Linked DNA regions of Mus musculus: region 2 is linked to region 1. The links are chromatin contacts, called in public HiChIP or PLAC-seq maps. All regions are on one chromosome and are shown on one strand. The core of a region is the stretch at or near the end of the contact, and the rest is flanking DNA. Distances in the headings are between cores, read along the strand shown.

Region 1 (5,141 bases), core at 858-3,357:
AATCTTGCTAGTGTATGCAATGGTATCAGCGTTTGGAGGCTGATTATGGGATGGATCCCCGGATATGGCAGTCTCTAGATGGTCCATCCTTTCGTTTCAGCTCCAAACTTTGTCTCTGTAACTCCTTCCATGGGTGTTTTGTTCCCAATTCTAAGAAGGGGCAAAGTGTCCACACTTTGGTCTTTGTTCTTCTTGAGTTTCATAGAGTTGCTGTGACCATGTTGTCTCTTCACATAATAGAAATAGACAGAATTTGATACCAAGAGTGGAATATTGCTGTGAAAGTCCTGACCATGATTTTGTTTGGGGGAATGTGGACTTCGGGACTTTGGATTAGAAAAGCATTTGAATGATCTTAAGTGGGGCTCAATGAGCACCATCCTAGTAGATGCATGGAAGTCGGTGGTGCTAGTGTTTGAACTGAAGGAGCCTGGCTCAAGAGGTTTCAGAGGAGAATTTTAGTATGTAGCCTAGAGATGTTAGTGGCTAGTCTTATGCAGATTTATAATGAAAGGGAGAATGCTGAGAAAGAAAAAAAATGCAAAATATACAATTTGAGGAGAAAAGGGCTATCAGGAAGTGGAATTGAGCTAAATTCTTTGTTCAAAGAGATAAACAGATTAAAGAATGTCCTGACCTTAGATGGAATAAAGGAGTGGTGACCTCAGGAAAGAATCCTACTCAGTTTCCAGTTTGTGAAAAGGAATTAACAAAAACCTTAGGACCACATGTAGTGGGACACACCTTTAATTCCAGCACTGAGGAGGCAACGGCTGACAGATCTCTGAGTTTGAAGCTAACCTGGTCTACAGAGCAAGTTTCAGGAAAGCCAACTTTAGGCAGTAAAACGTTCAAAACAGAAATCTGATGGAGATGTAATTGTATGAGGGGGTCCATGTTCCAGCTCCAACGAGCAGCAGAACTTGGCAGTTTCAGCCATGTGGTTCTGGCTTTAGAGTCAAGGATACAAGAAAGGGGTTTATGGAATCTCTCTCCATGACTAAGGAATGTCACTGAGGCAAGGCATGTGTCAGGGGTATCTCTTTATGGAGGCCTAGAGAAACCATTGTGTGAAGCTGTGAAGATGAAGCCTGGATTGCCTTGGAGACCCCAAAATGTTGGAGATGCCAGAGCCATGGGATACCTGCCAAGAAGAGCTGCTAACAAGGAGTGAAATCAACCCACTGGAACCAAATGTGTTGCAATCGACAAGGCTGAAAGGAGTTGGAGATTTGAAGAGTGCTTTCACCTCAGAAATGTAGATGCAGAGACTGGAGTTTGCCCAGCAGGTTTTCAGTCTTGCTTTGGTCCAGTATTTCTCACCGTGCTCTCTTTTGGAATTGTAATGTATATCCTGGGCCATTATAAGTTAGATGTACGTGATCTGCTTCATCATTTTGATTTTTACACAGAATGGCAGTTAAGAGATTGTATGAATCTCAAAAGAGACTTTGAACTTTGGGCTTTTAAACAAGTTTGAGACTGTTATAGACTATGGAAATTTTGTAGTTGGACAGAATGCATGTTTTGCATTATAATATAACTATAAGCCAGGGAGTGAAATGTGGTAGTTCGAATGAAAATGGTTCCATAGACTCATAGAGAGTTGCTCTATTAGGAGGTATGACCTTGTTGGAGTAGGTTTGTCACTGTCACTTCCTGCTGCCTGTCAATCCAGATGTAGAATTTACAGCTTCTTCTCTAGCAGAAATGTTGTCCTGCACACCACCATGATTCCTGCCATAATGATGATGGACTAAGACAAGAATGGGCTAAGTCTCTGAAACTGTAAGCCAGTCCCAATAAAATGTTTTCCTTTATAAGAACTGCCATGATCACAGTGTTTCTTCAAAGCAATAGAAATCCTAAGAAAGTCAGAAGTCTACTAAAACAAACAAACAAAAAAAACTAAAAAACTAAAGACAAGAAGAAGTGTTGGTGAGACCCTCCAGCATTAACAATGAGAATGTAAGATGGTACTGCCACTCTGAGAAATATTTGAATAGCACTTCACAAACTTAAACTTATAGTTTGCACATGACTCGACAAGTCTATTCCTAGAAATACACGAAAGGGAACTAAGAATTTAAAGCACAAGTCCAAGGGGGAACTTGTGCAATGGTAATAGCATTGTTCATAACAGCTACTGACAAACATATTGGTACATGCCTGTACTCTAAGACTCGGGAGGCAGAGACAGGAGGATTGCTGTAAGTTTGAGGCCTTCCTGATCTACATAGCAATTCTAACCTTGTTAGGTTAAGACACTGCCAAACAAACAAATGAAAAATTAAAAAAAAAAAATCCCAAAGGCCAAGTGGAAACCAACAGAATGCTAGGAAGAATAGTCATATAGTATGTAATGAATCTTGAAATAAATAATGCTAGATTTAAAAAAGTCTGTCACAGAGACCACATGTGGTCCGTTTCTTTCATTCCCTATAAGGACAAGGACAAGAAGGACATCAAGAAAATTACTAGGACCGGAAATATTCCAAATAGGCCGCTCATTAGAAACAGAAACTGGCTTAGTGGTTGACAGGGGAGGGAGGAAGGGAAACTAAGGAGTGGTTGCTAGTGGGAACGGGATTTCTCTTTGGAATGACAGAAATGTTCTGGATTTAGATTGTGGCAATAGTTGCAAGAAACTATGACCATAACGATAGCTACTGAAGTAATTATATACTTAAAATCTCTGTTGGCAAAAATGAAGACCCGGCCATGCACAGACATGCCTGTGCCTCTTTATAGCAGTGTTGTTCTTAATAGCCTCCAGGCAGTTACAAAATGCCCATCTAGGAATGAGGGGATTAACAGCTTGTATACACTGTGAAATTCTGTTCAGCAATAAAAAGAAGTATATATATATATATATATATACACACACACACACATATATATCACAATATATATATATATATATATATATATCTCAACATGAATGAACTCAAAAGTATGAGAGCGAGGAAAAGAAGCCACATACCACATATTGCATGAGTCCATTCACACAAGATGTCCAGAAATGACAACTTTATAGGGCTGGAAATATATCAGAAGTTGCCTAGAGCAGAGGATGGGAGCTGGGAAACTGTAAATGGGCAGCAGTGAGGACTATGTGTGAGCAAAGCATCTCCCACTGGGTTTTGGCATATGTCTTAGCCAGGGTTCTCTAGAGTCAGAGAACTTATGGACCATCTCTATATATTAAAGGAAATTATTTGACTTGGCAGTTACAGTCCGGTCCTATCGTCAGGCAGACACCAAGCATGAACCAGCAGCTGTAGTTCAATTTTGAAGAAACTGCAAAGCTCGCCAATTGGCCTGAGGTGAGGACGAAGATGCGCCAAGCTACTGGAAGAACCTCACAAACAGTTCTGGGGTGAGCTTCTCTCTCAATGTCTGTGCTACAAGTTGAGCTCAACAATGTTATATGCCAGGCAGTGGTGGAACACGCCTTTAATCCCAGCACTTGGGAGGCAGAGGCAGGCAGATTTCTGAGTTCAAGGCCAGCCTGGTCTACAAAGCGAAACAGCAAGGACTCTACAGAGAAACCCTGTCTCAAAAACCAAAAAAAAAAAAAAAAAGTTATGTAAGACGAACTAATATACATATGTCATTGATGAGGCAGAATAAACCAAACCAGTGCTCAGTATTTGACTCCCTCTGTCTGTGGGTTCATATTTATATCCTTCATGACAGGTATTTTCACATGTTTACTATATCAAAACATCCTTCCATCTGCATCTACTTTAACATCATTTGACATAACTAACTTTCCAAAGAGACTAGAAGTTTCCACTTCATGCCTGTACTTAAACTATTTTTTATTTGAAACTTGCTCTGTCCTAGGCTACCCTTGAACTCAGAGATCTGCTTGCCTCTATCTCCTGGGACTAAAGGCTGTACTATCCTGCCTAGGCCTAAGTTTTTCATGGACACGATGCCTCAAAATCCAGATCAAAATCGTGTGTGAGCCATGTCAAGGTCTGGCTCAAAAGCTTGTGTCTTCTAGCCTCAAGATCTGGATCACAGGTGTGCCCTCCATTTTTGGATTGTAGTTCATTCCAGATAGAGTCAAGTTGGCAATAGGGAATAGCCATCACAGCATGCAACTGGAAAATTCATCAGTAATTATTGAGTGCACATTTAAATGAGTGAGCTTCATGGTATGTAAACTAGACCTCTTCAGAACTTTTTTTGTTGTTGTTCTTTTCTTTGATTAGAACTGAACATTTTTATCTAAACAGCTTAGATAGACAGTAACACAGGCAATGGATTAATCTCTAACATTCTTTTTTTTTTTAAAGATTTATTTATTATATGTAAGTACACTGTAGTTGTCTTCAAACACACCAGAAGAGGGCGTCAGATCTCGTTATGGATGGTTGTGAGCCACCATGTGGTTGCTGGGATTTGAACTCGGGACCTTCAGAAGAGCAGTCTTTGCTCTTAACCACTGAGCCATCTCGCCAGCCCCCCTCTACAGAACTTTTAAAGATAAAAAGTTTATCAGCACTCCTGGCTATACATGGGTGCTTAGACATTCTCAGAAATCCTTGCTGAAAGAATGAGCATTTTCTACATGCCTTAAGTTCTAAATGTTACAAAGTTATCTGAGTGCTGTGCATATCCTCAGTTCTTGTGAATGAACTGGTTGGAAGAAAACAGCCTTGTTGGGGTTTCTCAGTACTGATAGGTTTCTGATCCAGTTAGATCCCTGTTTCCTAATGTCTGGTATATGATTCTTTTATGTATCACAGAAGCTCTTGAAAGCCTGAGGGCATCAAAGAACAATGCAAACAAAGGAATGATACATTTTCTGAGTCACAGAAATGACTATGTCCTCCATTTCATAAGAAAGTTTCTCCAAATTAGACCTGATTGTACAACACAGGCCTCAGCTGAGTATCCTAATATAAATAACATGCTTTTGCAGTGCCAGGAAAAAAACAGTTTCTACTGCCCACTAAACCACACACACACACACACAAACACACACACACACACACACACACACACACACACACACCCTCTTTGTATCTCTGAAGTTCATGTAACCATGGCAGTCATATGAAAAGGAGAGAATGATAGTCTGCTGCACTAATTGGGTGGGAAACCTTCCCCCACCACTTACCTGCTGT
Region 2 (5,141 bases), core at 1,595-4,094, 250 kb before region 1:
AACTAGAGCCCACAAAATGGGAGAAGATCTTCACTAACCATACATCCCACAGGGGGCTAATATCCAAAATATATAAAGAACTCAAGAAATTAAATACTAACCACCCAAATAACACAATTTAAAAATGGGTACAGAGCTAAATAGAGGAACCTCTAGTGGCCAAGAAACACATAAAGAAATGTTCAATGTTGTTAGCCATCAGGAAAAATGCAAATTAAAATGACCCCAGATTCCATCTTATACCCAGCAGAATAGCTAAGGCCAAAAACTCAAGTGACAGCACATGCTGGCAAGGATGAGAAGCAAGGGAAATACTTCTCCATTACTGGTGAGAAAGCAAACTTGTACAACCACTTTGGAGATCAATCTGGTGGTTTCTCAGAAAACTAGAAATAATTCTACCCGAAGACCCACTTATACCACTCCTGGGCATATAACCAAAAGAATCCCTACTGTACCACAAGGAAATTTGCTCAACTATGTTCATAACAGCTTTATTTGTAACGGCCGGAAACTGGCAACAATCCAGATGTCCCTCAACTGAAGAATGGAGAAAGAAGATGTGGGTCATTTACACAATGGAATACTTACTACTCAGCTATTAAAAACAAGGAAATCATGGAATTTTCAAGCAAATAGATAGAACTAGAAAATATCATCCTGATTTAGGTAACCCAGACTCAGAAACACAAGTATGGTATGTACTTATAAGTGAATATTAGCCATAACTTACAAAATAACTATGTTACAATCCACAGACCCAAAGAAGCTAAGGTGAATACCACCTTGACTTGCTCTTCACCCTACATTGGCTACGTACAGTGGTACTTAGTACTAAGTACCTAGGATACAGATTCAACACAAGCCTTTCATTTTTCAGTTGTGGCAGAATATCTCATTAATGTTAACATTTTAAGATTTAGTGGCAATTTGATATGTACGTGAGTGCCTCCATGTATGCATGCATACCACCTGGGTGCCTAGTGCTCACAGAGGCCAAAAGAGGGTGTCAGATGCCCTGAAACTGAACTTACAGGTAGTTATAGACTACCTGTTTTCTTCAGGAGTAACAAGTACTCTTAACCACTGAGCCATCTATCTCTCAGGCTCAAATGCTAACATTTTTTTTTTAAACCAATTTACAGCTATATTTTGCTTCTTAAATTTGTCCAATTTTGATGTGTTAGTTATTTCTTATGTTATTTTTGGTTTTGTATATTCAAATATGTTGTATATTTGTTCTTGTATATAAAAAGTGTATGTATTTTTTATTTAATTAGTTACATTAAAAATAGATTCTTCTTTCTTTTTTTTTTGTTTTTTTTTTCCATTTTTTATTAGGTATTTCGCTCATTTACATTTGCAATGCTATACCAAAAGTCCCCCATAGCCACCCACCCCCTCTCCCCTACCCACCCACTCCCCTTTTATGGCCCTGGCGTTCCCCTGTACTGGGGCATATAAAGTTTGTGTGTCCAATGGGCCTCTCTTTCCAGTGATGGCCGACTAGGCCATCTTTTGATGCATATGCAGCTAGAGTCAAGAGCTCCGGGGTACTGGTTAGTTCATAATGTTGTTCCACCTATAGGGTTGCAGATCCCTTTAAATGCTAACATTTTAAAATATACAACTCAGTGATCCTAAGTACATCTGTGTTGTTGTAGAAACATCAATACTACCTAGTGCCAGAGGTTTTTCAACCCTAAATGGAACTCTCATACCAGTTAGACAACCAACTCCCTGATATCTCTGTGCATTTAACTATTCTGGGTAAATCATATATATAGAATGATATAACATGACCTTCTATGTCCAGTTTGTGATCACTCTTTTCAGGGCTCATCCAAGTTGCAATAGGTATCATTACGCCATCCCATTTTGGCATACATATATGGATCTAGGAATGGAACCAAGCCCCGTGCAGCCTCGTGCATCTGGTAGCCAACAGCTTAAGTTATAGACACAAACTGAGCACTTAATTGTATTCCCACCTACAATCAAAGCCTTAATATTCTACTGAGTAGAAACACTTTACTCATTTATTTACCCTTCTTAAAATAGATTATTATTTTGTTCATCTTATAACTATAGCCAGTCTCCAAAGAAAAGCACCTATTTTCCCAAGCCACTTCACAAAGAAAATGTGCCACATGACACAAACAAGATGAAAAGGCTTAGTCATACAAATGATCAAACATTACACTGTACCTGGCATTGCAAATAAACCCAGGCTTCAATTCCATCTGTAATGGCGAAGGCAATGATAAGCCTCCTCCTTAGACCAATTAAATGATTTCCATTTATATTTTTAAGACACCAAAGAGAACAAACAAAATCAAAACAGTTTATTGTGCAGTCAGTTTTCTATAATGCTTGCTTTAAAAACACAAATTTGTTCCAATGGAAATGGCACAAAAGGAAATGATTTGTGCATAACACAAATTTCTGTTTAATTAGCATGGCTTCCTCAGGGTGGGCGAGCACTAAAAATGCACACTCAGCTGAATCAAGCATTGAAGAAACTCACAAAACACACCTGCACACCCTGACTGACACCTCTGTTCACTGCCTGTACTGCAAGCCACACTAATATGTGGTTTTAAAAGCTCTCCTCAGAGTAACTACATTTTTACTGTAGTATCTATATGTACTTCTTGGCCACTTAATGTGTGTAAAATCGTGCCATTATTTTTACTAGGTTCGTGTGTTTTCGTTTGTAATGTATTGCTAAGTTCTTGAATGTAAGTCTCTATCTCCATTTTCTTCTGAGACACAGCATTCTTGTACATCATAGTGCGTGTAAGAAATGCAGAAGCCACGTTTCAGCAAAATTGACTTGGCACTTGTTTTAAAATAGAACCTGAAGCTGAAGCCCACATGCTAAGCTCCAGATCTGCTTTATGTTGGGTCAGTCTTAGGCATCCAAAGACAACACTGCGTTTTTTAAGCCTCTCGCCCTTCAACTCCGTTAAAACTTTTTTTTCGTTGCTAACCCATGAGGAAACTCAAAGGCCTTCCCACTGTCCAGCAAATCTCTGATCTGCTCAAAGATCTACCAATTTATATCACAGCACAACCACTGAAACCAAACAGAAGCAACCACTTCTCTAAAACCCCCAAGAGCTTACTTAGGTCATAGTCAGCTTCCTCTTCCTTACATTTCAGAGAACTTACAGGAAGCATTAGGTAATTTTTTTATCATGCTTAACTGGACCACTTCAAATGAGAGCCAGTCAAAGATGGACAAGATGATTAATGTAAGGAGGAGAGGTTTCAGATTGATTTAGGAAGATGATACACACTGTGGTCAAATATACCACCAGAATAAAGCTCAGACATCCTAAACAACCCACTGACAAGTATCCACAGGTAAAACTGCCCCTAAGACTTCTCTACTTACTGAAGACCCCTTTCATAGATTGTTACCCCAATGTCATGCATGATTCTAAGACCATCTCCCTATGAACACCTAAAATATCTACCCAGACACAACAGCAACCCACGAATAAAGCAGCCATATTCACCATGACAAGAAGAGAAGAAAGGAAAAGCAGCTGTCATCTCGGCCCTCCAACAACTCTGCTCCCACATCCCAAACTCTCCATCTCTTCTACACAGAGCACCAGCCCAGGTTCTACAAATATGCAGAGCACTTACACAACTTTAACCACTCTCCCTAGATCTGAGTGTTTGGTTGCTTACAAATAGGTGTTAGCATCTTTCTGTTTTCCTAATGTGAAAAGGGGGAAAGGAGACCAGAGTTGCTCACTTCAGCTTCATTTTCAACTACTATTGGTGGTGAAATCACCCTTAGACAATACTCAAGTGATTATGCAATTCTACAAAGGAACTAAATGAAGCAGGAGAGATATGACATTTTGGAGAGAAGAGAAATAGAAGCCATCAAGCTGCAATAAGTAGAAGGCAGAGAAGAAATAAATGGATAGAGAAAAGAGGGAGGAGAGAAACTGGGAATTTGATTAACTGTAGATTTTCGAGGCTGGCTAGACACTTGCATTCACCTGATTGAAGCCCCTGTTGCCACTGTCTCAGTAAAATTCTAGGATGCTCTTAGGCTCTATAGTACTAGTAGTGTCCAAAGGCCTCAGACACATTAAACATTGTCCAAGAACCTGACATTTATTAGATCACATGATACAGCAACCCAGGCACATAATCCAAGCACCTGTATCCTGGATGCACTTTGGAAATAATCTCTTCACAGTGAAACAGAAAAGAGTCATAAGCAAGTCTCAGTCTGAAGGTTAAATATCATGAATTCTCAGCCCACACAAATCCCACTGTGACCCTGAGAAAGTCCTGGATATTCTTGAGCCTCCATTTCCTTATCTATAAAAGGACCATCATGATAACACCAGTTTCATGGAGCTCTTACCAGGATATCAAAGGTCAGCTTAGTGCTGACATACAAATTATTAGGTAAAGCACTTTTAGTAGCCTATCTAGACATTGCTGCAAAGCCTTCTGTACAAATATCACAATAATTATACAATGAGAGCAAAAGTTATAATAAAAATTTAACTGTATAGATTGTGTAAGAGATCTCACGTCATCTGCTGGAGTATAGGGAAAAAAACTATTAGAGAGTGATATTTTAAATTTAGGTTGTAATATCATAAAAGAGAACCTAGACCTCAAATTTCATAAAATATTAGTAAGACTTAAAGTCTGCCTGTATTTAGTAATATAGACAAAAGAAAAAGAGTGTTTTTACTGTTCATATGCTCAGGAGAAGACACCAGTGCCCTGACATTTACTAGTCACATTAGAACTAAAGATACACATCTAGAAAGAACATACTCTGCGATCACATATAAATTAAGTGATCCTGACATTGTCAACTAACTATTCAAACTCCTTTCACAGACAGTGCAGACTTCTTCAAAAGCACATGTATAAATATGTGACTATGTTCGTATGTGTGGCAGCTGTTAGCAGGAGTAGAAAGTATAGTTGACTGGGTTAGATAATTGCTATAGATGATTCAATACAGGAGATCTACTGAAGGAGCTCTTCAAAGCCAGATTTCATGACCTTAAAGATTTCTTTAAAATTTGTTTGCTAATTTTAGAACAGTTCATTATCTGGACATATTTTTAGACATTGAAGGTCTGAAATAT

The links. HiChIP or PLAC-seq counts read pairs in DNA pulled down with a chosen protein or histone mark.
Region 2: a contact with region 1 is called in an H3K4me3 HiChIP or PLAC-seq map of bone marrow-derived macrophages, with 5 times the contacts expected there. The contact joins two enhancer-like sites. A contact is called at or near these places in 5 of 484 Hi-C or Micro-C datasets (CD8 T cells, the NIH/3T3 cell line, bone marrow-derived macrophages and 2 more), 2 of 115 datasets of contacts at active chromatin or transcription factors (bone marrow-derived macrophages and microglia) and 1 of 9 other capture datasets (embryonic stem cells).

What each region holds. Positions count from the first base shown.
Region 1 is chr12:40,274,772-40,279,912 of GRCm38.p6, reverse strand. No RefSeq gene overlaps it. Among named protein-coding and RNA genes, the nearest start is that of Gm40403, 29 kb to the right of the region's middle. Within about 2 kb of position 2,107, at least 7 of the 459 cell types and tissues checked have an H3K27ac peak or open chromatin away from gene starts, as enhancers often do. A contact at or near this core is called in bone marrow-derived macrophages and microglia, where this site is marked.
Region 2 is chr12:40,520,609-40,525,749 of GRCm38.p6, reverse strand. The region is part of intron 1 of Dock4 (dedicator of cytokinesis 4); the gene reads right to left. Among named protein-coding and RNA genes, the nearest start is that of Dock4, 77 kb to the right of the region's middle. Within about 2 kb of position 2,844, at least 32 of the 459 cell types and tissues checked have an H3K27ac peak or open chromatin away from gene starts, as enhancers often do. A contact at or near this core is called in bone marrow-derived macrophages and microglia, where this site is marked.